Linked DNA regions of Podarcis muralis: region 2 is linked to region 1. Evidence: chromatin contacts called from public Hi-C data. All regions are on one chromosome and are shown on one strand. Each heading gives the region's core, a stretch centred on a gene start, on an enhancer-like site or on the middle of the called end of the contact. The rest is flanking DNA. Distances are from core to core; before and after follow the strand shown.

Region 1 (5,970 bases), core at 593-3,092:
TTGCTCTAAAAAAAACATACCACGCAAAAGCTTGCATTTTTTAATAAACCAACTGTGCTAAGCTCAATATGCTTTGTTGTTGTGATTCTCTAAATTATTTGTGGTACTTTACCTGAAAAATACCTCCTACTTAAACTTCAGTCTGTGCTATTTCTGGCCTTAAATGTTTCCTCCTTGGAGGAATAATTGTGGAAAAGCTTACTAAATGTTTTTATAGATATTCCTCCCTTTCTGATGTTCATTTTCAGCATTAAATTTATGATTTCTTTGTCCTCTACTTCATGCATGCCTATTTCTAATGGTCATATGGAAACAGAATCACCTGTTGTTACTCTGCAGTTTGCACATACTTTTATCATCCAGAATATTACTACTGTACAGTATTATTGCGATATTCAGCCACAAGGGGGCAATGCTTTGACGGTTATACTAAGGAGATAAATCAGCGGGTATTTTCTGTGGCAAGTAAACATAAAAGCAGCTACAGAGGGGGAAACTGGCATGGCAAAGCAAAAGAGAAATATCACTTTGTGTCCAATTACTTTGTGTTTTTAAAAAATGGAACAGTTTTACGTCAATGGCTGACGAGGAGGCCAGTCCATATTTTGGGCATTTTTTCTAGCAATGAGATGGGAGCAAAATGTCACTCAAGTCTATAGCAAGGGAAGTTAACTTTTAAAAAATCCCGATGGACTCAGATATCCAGCTTCAAGGGCAACGTTGGTAAACGCAAGATAAGCTGACTTTCGGGATCTTTTCAAGGCACCTCCTGCTACTCTAATCAGCGTACCCCCGACCCTTCTGACGTTATTATAAATGTGCCTCTAGCCTGCCTTGCTAAACTAACATCCAAAGCCTGGGTTCAAATGTCACTTCTGGGTTCAACTAGCCTTCAGCGAGTCGCAACGATCTACGACGATTCCAGGAACGGAGGCAAAGTCAGGCGAAGTCGCCAACGGGAATAGCTGCAACCACATGTGGCTGCCAGAAGCAAAACCCCAGGGCTCCCCTTCTCTCAAACGCTGCCCTCGGTTCTCTTGACGTCTCACTGACATCAGTAGCTGCGCTGCCTAACCCAACAGCCAAGAGGGGAGGCGAGCGGTTGTTAGGAACAGATCCATTCCTTCAAATCCGGACGCAAGCACAGAAAAGAAAACAAAAGGGGGGGCACCCCAGGAAATAAGCCAGGAAGGCTCCTGCGCCATCCCAACCCTACCCCCCCCCCGCTGCACATTATTGGAAATCCCACCACGGCTCCCAGCGGAAAGTGCTGCCCCGTGCAACTTGGGGTGCGGGGGTTTAAGCTTCGTGCGCCCCAGGTGTCCCTGCTCCAACTGCCCTAGTTACACCTGGCAGGACGGCGTGTCGCCCCACTTCTTCCTGCGTGGAGGGCTTGAGGAATTTGACCTGGGGAGGGAATCCGCTTCAAAGCCCCTGGGCCGGAGAGACGACACTGTCGCTGCTCGCGACTCCCCAGACGCGGCAGGACACCAACTCGAGTGGGTTCGGGCCTTTCCTCCCTCCAGGGGGCGCCCTCGATGTACGGCAGTGGGGGGGGAGTGGGCGGGAGGAGGAAACGGCAGTCCCCGGTCGCTGCCCTCCGGATCAAAGGTGGCAAGGCGGGGGGGGGGGGGGAGAAGGAGAGCACATCCCGCCCAGACCAATCCCTGACGGCTGCGGCGGCTGCCGCTCCCGCCGCCCCCTTGGCAGCGAGGCCCGAGAGCGCGCGGGGCTCTCCCCGCCCTCCCTTCCCGCCCCGCGGGGCTTCTCCAGCAACACCCTCCCGCAGTCACAAGGGCCAGGAGGTGGGGCCCGAGGTTCCTCTATAAAGGGCCGAGGCGGCACCTCGCTGCCAGGTTCACCCTGCCCCACACGCACACGTGCAGCTCCGGACAGGAGGCGAAGTCCGGCGTGAAGCAGCGTCCCAAAGAGGAGCCGACGGGCGGGGGAGGCCGAAAGCAAGGTGCCTGACTCTGAGGCAAAGTCCACGCCCGGCCAGGTGCGCCGCCGCTCTCACACACGCGCGCGCCGCCTCCACCTGCGAGCGGGGAGAGAAAGGGCTCGAACTCGGCTCTCCGCCCGCTGCTCACTCACCTGGCGGCCCCCGGGCCCTCCATGAGCGCCGCCACCCTGGACTGCCTGGACTCGCTGTCGTGCTACAGGAGCTGGTCCTCCCTGGAGCCCGCCAATTTCTACGACGCCAAGGCGGGCGGCGCGCTGAGTCCTTCGTGCAAAGCGGGCGGCATGAGCGCCAGCGCCGAGGAGGTCTCGTCAGCAGCGCCCGGCGGCGGCGGAGGCAGCCGCGACCTGGCCGAGCTGAGCGCCGCCGCGCCGGCCATGTACGAGGACGAGAGCGCCATCGACTTTAGCTCCTACATCGACTCGATGGCGGCCGTGCCCAACCTGGAGCTGTGCAACGACGAGCTGTTCGCCGACCTCTTCAACAGCAACCACAAGGGCAGCGAGCGCGGAGGAAGCAGCGGCGGCGGCGCCTACGGGGACTACCTGCCGCCGCCGCCTCCTCCTCCCGCTCAGCACGCGCCCGCGGGCGGCGCCTTGGCCAGCCTGCTGCACGCCAGCGTCCCGCCGGGCCCGCTGCGCGGCGCCGTCAAGCAGGAGCCCGACTGGGGCGACGAGGCGTCGGGCTCGGGCTCGCTGCTGCCCTCTCAGATCGCCACCTGCGCCCAGACCATCGTCAACCTGAGCGGGCAGCCCACGCCGCCCACCTCCCCGGAGCCTCCGGGCAGCGCCTCGCCGTCCAGCTACAGCAGCCGCTCGTCCGGGTCGTCGTCGTCGGGCGGCAAAGAGCGCGCCGCCAAGAAGTGCGTGGACAGGTTCAGCCCGGAGTACCGGCAGCGGCGGGAGCGCAACAACATCGCCGTGCGCAAGAGCCGCGACAAGGCCAAGCGCCGCAACCAGGAGATGCAGCAGAAGGTGGTGGAGCTGTCGGCCGAGAACGAGCGGCTGCACAAGAAGTGCGAGCAGCTCACCAGGGACCTCACCAGCCTCAGGCACTTCTTCAAGCAGCTGCCCAGCAACCCTTTCCTGCAGGCGGCCACGGACTGCCGGTAACCGGCTGCAGAGGGAGCCGCCCCCCGGGCTGGCTCTGCCACAGACTTTGAACTTCTTCCAGAATACCTCAGAGCGAGCCGCACAGGACTGCAGCGGGGGCTGCGCGGGAGGGAGGGGGTGGCGGGGAGGAGAGGCCTGCGGCGGCGCCCCGGACTGGGCCAAAGGGCGCCTTTCCCCTCTCCGGACTTCTTCCCTGCTGAGGAAGAAGCAGCCTAAGCTACAAGGCCGGAAAGAAACGCCTCGTGAAAATGTGTTGCCTTTCACGTTTCTTTCTTCGAATATGGGCTAAGCTTGGGTCTTTTAACCACAAAACTTGCCAAAAAAAAAATAGATGAAAGAAAAAGCTAAATGTCTCCTTTTATCTTCCTAAATTATTTTTGTAATGATAGTTTTCGTTTTTCTACATCTTACTTATACGGATGCAGCTACGGTACTTTGTAAGAAGCACATGATTTGCAAATACTTTTTATTGTAAACAGCAAGAGGGGGGAAATAGACTGAGCATGCTCAAAACTTTTATATAAATTTTTACAGCATTTCTAAAAATAAAAAAAACTTTTGAATTTTACTTTTGACTTTGTATTTATTATGGTGGGGGCAGCTGCTGAGGGATGCAGCAAGAAATAGTGCTCCATGCAAGAGTTAAGTGTGCGGTTTCTTGACTTTAAGCATGTAAAAAGGCACCATGATTAATGCTGTGTTAAATGACATTTAAATGCCAGTTTTATGGTGGACAGATGCTAATAAAACGGGAGTTAAAGGGAAGGTATCCATATTGTACTCTACTCTTAATTGCAAAAACACACTGGCTGCAGATTTCTGCATCAGGGTGGGAGGTTAACCCTGCATAAGAACCAACTGTATGATCCTAACCCAGGGTTTCCTAAACTTGGGTCTCCAGCTGTTTTTGGACTACAGTTTCCATCATCCCTGACTGCTAGCTAGGGATGATGGGAGCTGTAGTCCAAAAACAGCTGGAGACCCAAGTTTGGGAAATCCTGCCCTAACCTGTAAGAGAGAAGCTGAACTTTAAGCACACACTCAGTGCAACTGCACACACACATATATTTGGGGGGAATACATAAAGGGTTGTAGCCAATTAAGTTTTACTCAGATTACACATCTTTAAATTAATGCACGTAAGTTGTTTCTGTTCATTAATTTCAGTTTGGTCTACCAGGACTAGCATTGGATCCACATGTCAGTTTTCAAACAGATACATGTACCCCATGTTTCCTGAAAACTGCCATCTTTACATCAGAGGGCAGCATTGCAAAGTGGTAAAATCTCAGTGCAAACAGAAGGTGGTTTGGTTAGGAGATTGAATAGCTAGCAGAAGTAAATTTAAGCAGTGATTATAATGACGCTTGTGAAGGCAAATGAAGCCACAGAAAGATTGAACCTGTAAACAAGAACACAAATATATGAGTAGTGTTAGTAGGACTTTTCCAGCTCTAAACATAACCTTGGCTTGGTTTCAAAATCTTGAACTTTCATTACCTCTTAACACAAATCATTGGGGGGAGGGGAGGGGAGGAAAGGGGGGTTGGGCCTTATTGTTGTTGCTACAGGGCCATGCTACTGGGTTACTTCAAATGTTGACAGCATTCCGGCACAGAAAACACTTTTAGGAACTGCTGTTCAATCTGCATCCAAATAGTCATACACAATGACCACACGCATGTATTTCGTTCCGTGTTTGTGTGTTGGGAAGTCATAGTGATGGCTTCCAAGTGCACAGCAATGTGCATAGCTGTAGCTTCATCACAAGAGGGTAGCATTTAAAACATTTACATCCAACCTTTCTGTCCATCAAGGAAACCTCCCTTTCCACTGCTAAAAACAATAAAAACGTGAGCCACTTTCATTTTGTTGCCCACAGAAAATATGCACGACCTAGATTTCATACTGCTTCTTGGCTAAAAGCCCCAAATAAAGCAGAACTATTACTCGTTTTAGAATTACAAATAGGTAGGCACAAACTTGAAGTCTCTAGGCACTGTTCTGAAAAATTTGGAATTTGATAATTAAAAAACAAACAAACCTGAAGTATGCATGCTTAGGATTCAAGATCCCAATATATTATCTCTATCTCTCTCCACCTCCAATACAGAAATTCAACACCTGAGTATGTGAATGTATGCAGGGAGTTCCCTGTTCTCTGCAAAAGCAGTTCATACACATACAAGACTTTGTATCACAACTATCACAAGAAAGTCCAGCTGTTCCCAGGATTTTACCTGACATTTGCAGGATTGTGGTATTATTAACATATATTATTATCACCAGCACCTGCCCTTTACCCAGGTTGGGTTAAAACATTTCAAGTCCAATTAAAAACAGTTTAAAGCAAACTTATTTTATTTTGTTTAGTGCAAAAAATTATTATGATTCCTTAAAGAAATAAGTGTAGATAAAATGACAATATGTTTAAAATCACAATATATCTGATATGGTTAGAAACTATTCTGAAGCCACTGTTCTTTAGTTTTTATGAACTATATAGCCCATTTATGTGAATTTGTTTTAAAGATACAACAGTTCAGTATTTATATTTAGATGATGGTTAATGCTGCACACATGCCCCCGACACCCTTCATCACCTCAGCAGGAAAAAAAGACTTATTTAACTCTTTGTAATATTTAATCAATTTTTGTAACAAATATAAATTAGCATTACTCCATGTAATATTAGACACACTGTTTCAATGCATACCATTCAGGAAAGCTTCATTAGAACATATGTTACTGGAGTAATAGCCACAGTTTATGTTAAAACGTATAGATAAGAAATTATTCTAAAATACCTCTTCAAACATGCATAATTGATTTTTACATCTACTGGGGGAGCTGGGGAGGATAGCTTGTGAAACCCATTACAAAAAATACCTTACAGAT
Region 2 (5,136 bases), core at 1,944-4,443, 170 kb after region 1:
TAATTGAAGAAATGTTACTAAAATGAATCAAACCCCAAAAAACACAACTGATGTTGGCAGAATCAGAGACGGCAGACAATATCACAAAAGTGCATTCAAACACATGATCTTCACTCTCCACCTAAACACACCAAGAGGAGAGCCAAACCTCTACAGATAAAAAATTCCATAACTTCCACGTCAGCAGGGAGGGCATTTTACACCTTACTCCAAACAGGGGTATTAGAGACTGGGCAGCAATTATCAAATACATCAGGATCCAGGGAGAGTTTCCTTGGGGGTTGTCATGCCACCATTCCCTTCAAGTTGGTGGGGAAATCTTCTCACACAAGGATGCATTAACTGTCCCCTAGATCCCCCTCTAGTCACCCCCAATTTGCCAATTATGAATTGTCAATCATCACCATATGGATATTTTTGTAATTAATTTGTTGGAAAAGCAGATGATTAAACAACTATAAATTATTTAATAGACAATGAGCCCTAATAAAATGTAATGTGTCTTCACTAGCATGAAGTTCTAAACTCAGTAAAATAGCATCATTTTACCTCCAGTGAAGAAGCTGCCTGAAATCCGTCACCGCAACGAAGCCATGCATTTGAAACTGAAGCAGCATCTACTGCTGCCCCAGAATTTCTCTTCCCTTCATCTATAGGCTTCTTATCTGGAAAAGAGGCAAGTTCTGAGCACCATGTTCGTTTCCTCTGCAAAGAAAAATATTTTTATTTAGGAAAATATATAGACCACCAAGCACTGACAAGTATCATAGTGTTGTACAACAATTAAAATAAATAAATAAGGCAGGTTTTTAAAAATCTGATACTGCCTGTAAGCTAACACATCCTACTGGGGAAGCTTATAGAAACAGAAGAACTTTTAGAAACTAACGAAATGTGTATAATGTCAGAGCCTTCAATGGGCAGTATGTTCCACAAAGCAGCTGTCACTGCGCTGAAGGACCTAATTCCGAACCACCATAAAACAAACCTCTGCTACATTGGGAATCACAAGGAGGGCTCCTGGAGATGACAGCAGTATAGCTATATGGGGCCCTAAATTATTTAGGGCTTCATACACTAACAATAAAACCTTAAATTTGCCCTGGTTGCATACTGGCAGCCAGTACATTCATAACTGCTACATATCTCTACAGTCAGACACAACGAAAGTTCAGAGACTCCTATCACTCACAGAAGCCATCAACATGTTGTCAAACATCCTACTCAGAAGTAAAAGGTAAAGGACCCTTGACAGTTAAGTCCAGTCATGAACGACTCTGGGGTTGCGGTGCTCATCTCGCTTTACTGGCCAAGGGAGCTGGCGTTTGTTCGCAGAGTTTTTCCGGGTCACGTGGCCAGCATGACTAAGTCGCTTCTGGCGAAACCAGAGCAGTGCACGGAAACACCATTTACCTTCCTGCCGGAGCGGTACCTATTTCTCTACTTGCACTTTGACATGCTTTTGAATTGCTACGTGGGCAGGAGCTGGGACCAAGCAACGGGAGCTCATCCCGTTGCGGGGATTCAAACTGCCGACCTTCCAATTGGCAAGCCCTAGGCTCAGTGGTTTAGACCACAGCACCACCCGCTTATTAAATGCAATATACTTTTATTATTTATTTATTTATTTATTTGCCATGTGTAAATCCTGCTTTTCCTCCAGGGAGCTCTAAGCAGCATACATGGTTCTCCTCCCCATTTTATTTTCACAACAACCATGTGAGGTAAATTAGGGTGAGATAGGAACACTGCCTACTCCTATTTCCCTCTCCATACACATTTTAATGCAGGTAAATCAAAGGAAGACACCTAATGCCCTTGCCAACTCCCAAAACAATGAGAGAGAATATGGTATGGCAAATATCCTACTATTTTAATCACATCCAACTTCTCAAAAGATTCCATTAATGGTGTCTCTGAAAAAATTACATATCACTTATTTTACATATCATTTATTTGAGTTAAACTGGGAGGAGAGAATTGTTTTCCTCAGCCCCATGAACTATCTTTTATTTCAGCTATTAAGGTCAATCCTTTCAGTGTAATTTGTCCCATTTGTATTTTTTACGTTTTGTGTTAACCCCTTTGAGTTTTTCTATTGAAAGAGAAAGGTGACATTTAAATGAACAGTGCAGCCTCTGCATGCTTTCTCTCCATAGGCAGTCCCCCATTAGAACATATTTGTCCCCTAAAGTTCTCCACAAGTCTTTGTGAACTTTTACACAGAATGTCTGCCAGATATTTGCCATACTATGACATTTCAGTTCAGCATTTGACATGCAATGTTCTTTAGCATTTGACATCTTTCCAAATCAAACCCATCATGAGATTCCAGTAATCCCATTGCATTGCAAATAATCAAATTCAAATTCAAAATATTTTCAGCTCTGCTCTCCACAGATAAATTAGGTTTGAAACACACACATTAATAATTCCTACCACAGAGTTTAAACCTTTATTTCCCAACCCGTGAACAAAGACACACCTGTATGTGTGTGGTGTTTATGTACCGGTTTCTTCCCCATGGCCATATGCATTTAATCTTTATTGATTTTTTAAAAATATACATCACACTTATCATTCTCCATCAAATACACTTAATTTCCCAGTGGCCGTTGTTTAGAATTAAACCTAGCAACTATTTCCCTTTTAAAAAGGCGCCAGTACACGCTCCCTGACACACCTTCTCACTACTGCACAGGTAAAACGCATAAAGTTTCCACTCCCGCTCAAAACCTGTGACATTCCCTCGGGAACATACGGTAATTTGACCAGGCGCTCGGCCTAGAACAGCAAACGTATGTGCCTCTGGGCGCGTGCAGAGCGCCCTTCCCTCTTACACTCCACACAATGCTGGCCAGCTTCCAAATATTCAGAGTTAACGAGAAGAAAGCCCAGGATCCAGCTTTCAGGCACTCCCTTATTCCGCCGCCCATACAGACCCTCGCAATTCCCACTCCTCGGATGCTGCCCCCCGCCGCCGCCGCCCGCTCCGTCCTCCGTTGCCCTGATACCTTCCTCACGAGCATCTCCGCCACTCAGGACCAGCCTTCCCTGTGCCACGTGACGTGAGCGAGAGCACCGTGGCTTGGGGAGGAGGAGGAGAGCAGAGAGGCCCGAGCGAATTCCACTCACGGGCCAAGAAGAAAACTTCTTCCAGCAACAGAGGGGGAAGGCCACGCCCCCTCCCTTCCAGCTTGGCGCCGTTTCATCGGCGGAGCCACTGATTGGATGGGACGTGGCGAAAGGCGCGTGACGCGCGACGCAATAGAGGGCTGCCGGCGCCACTTTCTGACGTTTCTCGCTCTCGCCGCACGGGGGCTCCCGAGCATCAAGGCGCTGGACCCCGTTCGCAACGGCTTTTACCCTCGCTGCGCATGCGCCCTGTATGTTCTCCTCATCAGCTGCAGTGTGCGCGCGGGCTTCGCGGTTGAGATAACGGGACGCAATTACATCCTCTCAGAGCCCCTAGTCAAATTTTCCCAGTCGGTTGCAGTTATATACGGGATCTCTCTTTTTCTTACAGGAAACAGTATGGTACCTGCTTTAGGAGGGAGTTGCGTGAGAAAGATTATAAGGGCTTGTTTATTGATGCTAAATCAGTATTTATGCACTTAGTTTTTGACTCCAGCCCCAGAGTGCACATGACACTGGCCACAATCCATCCATATTCTGAAATTTCTTGAGTAATAATGCTGTTTGGTGCTTCCCCCCTCAAAACAGCCTTCCCATTTGGTTTGAAAACACTGTTGAGGTGAGGTGTGTACATTTGAGGCAACAGATGCACATGTGCAGATGACGTTTGGTGCAAGTAAACAAATCCGGTAATGCACATGAGGTGAAGGCATCCCCACCCTCCACAATGGTGGCTATATCAACATAATTTTTTTAAAAAAAAAACCCAACTGGAAATGCAACAGGATCCAGCAGCCTCACCTTGTTTGGAGCCACTAATGTATATATAGTCTTAAGACTGTGAGAGGAAAGTTGAATTTGCTACTCAGCCGTGAAACTCGCTAGGTAACCAGGCCCAGGGCTGGCCAAGACATTTGGTGCAGTGAGACAGCAGAAACCCCTAAGGCAGTAGCCCTGTGGGTGCCCTGCTGCCTTTGCCTGCAGCACAGAAGCAGTGCCAGCGCTGATTTCCAGCAAGATCTCACCTGAAATTGGTATGGATGCCAGCACCAATATTCTGCCAGTGATGGAGGCAATAGCAAGGGCAGCACAGGCAGAAGCAGCAGCATTCTAAGGAAAAGTGGGACATTCTGATATATAATCAGAAACCTTCTCTAAATCAGGGATGTCCCTGGAAAATAGGGACAATTGAAGGGTTTGAAATAGTAAACATAATCATTTTAATGCTTCATGCTGTTTCTTTGAGTTTTTCAACCATTTCAAATACACAGATGTGGCTTGAAAATCACGGCACATAAAAGAAATGGAAGAAAGGGGAAATCACAAGGGAGGAGTATACAAGAGTAGCCAACAGTTGCAGGGAGAAGGTCAGGTGGGTCAAAGCTCAGGTTGAGCTCAGGCTTACAAAAGAGGAATGCGTTCCCTTGTGAGTTGGTCAGGGATTAATGTGGCTTTTCAACCCAAAAATGTTAGCCACTCCTGGCATAAATGGTTTGGGAGCTAGTTCTCTGAAGATCCCTCCCCCTTGTCCTTTTTCAGTTATCATTTAAGACATGCGTTATCTATAGGCTTTATCCTAAGCATTACTGAATAAAGGCAAATTCAAGTTAAATCACTTGATGTGACTTGCTTCCAAGTAATGTGTTTCAGACTGGAGTGCTGTGAATATAGTTTCCACTGAAATCAATGGACTCTAATTCCAAATAAATATCTTTTGAACTGAATGATCTCAGTAACATTTTCAGTGACACTGTGTAAAAAGATTTATCACTCCGCAGGGGGAAGTATGTGGACTTCACAGCAGGCATCAAGTGAATTAATAACTGAATGGATTCAGTCTAAATTCTCTTTAGAATACTTCTTTATATAGTGTATATATATGGTGGGTATGAGAATAAATTGTTTCATAAACGATGGTGACTGAAAGGGTCTGCTATTATGTCATAGGTTTTTAAAAGCAAAAATTACAAAAAGTAAAAACATTTTAATTCATGTATGGGT

What was found. A called contact is a pair of places that touch in the nucleus more often than the background predicts.
Region 2: a contact with region 1 is called in a Hi-C map of tail, with 5 times the contacts expected there. The contact joins the promoter of SPIDR here to the promoter of CEBPD in region 1. A contact is called at or near these places in 2 of 3 Hi-C or Micro-C datasets (blood and tail).

The regions. Positions count from the first base shown.
Region 1 is chr8:40,865,968-40,871,937 of rPodMur119.hap1.1, forward strand. CEBPD (CCAAT enhancer binding protein delta) reads left to right here and starts at 1,843. Exons shown (of 1, transcript XM_028737021.2): 1 at 1,843-3,640. The coding sequence starts at 2,116. The coding sequence ends at 3,072. It overlaps SPIDR (scaffold protein involved in DNA repair), which reads right to left. Exons shown (of 19, transcript XM_077933043.1): 19 at 5,411-5,970.
Region 2 is chr8:41,038,515-41,043,650 of rPodMur119.hap1.1, forward strand. SPIDR (scaffold protein involved in DNA repair) reads right to left here and starts at 3,194. Exons shown (of 19, transcript XM_077933043.1): 1 at 2,943-3,194; 2 at 550-705. The coding sequence starts at 3,029.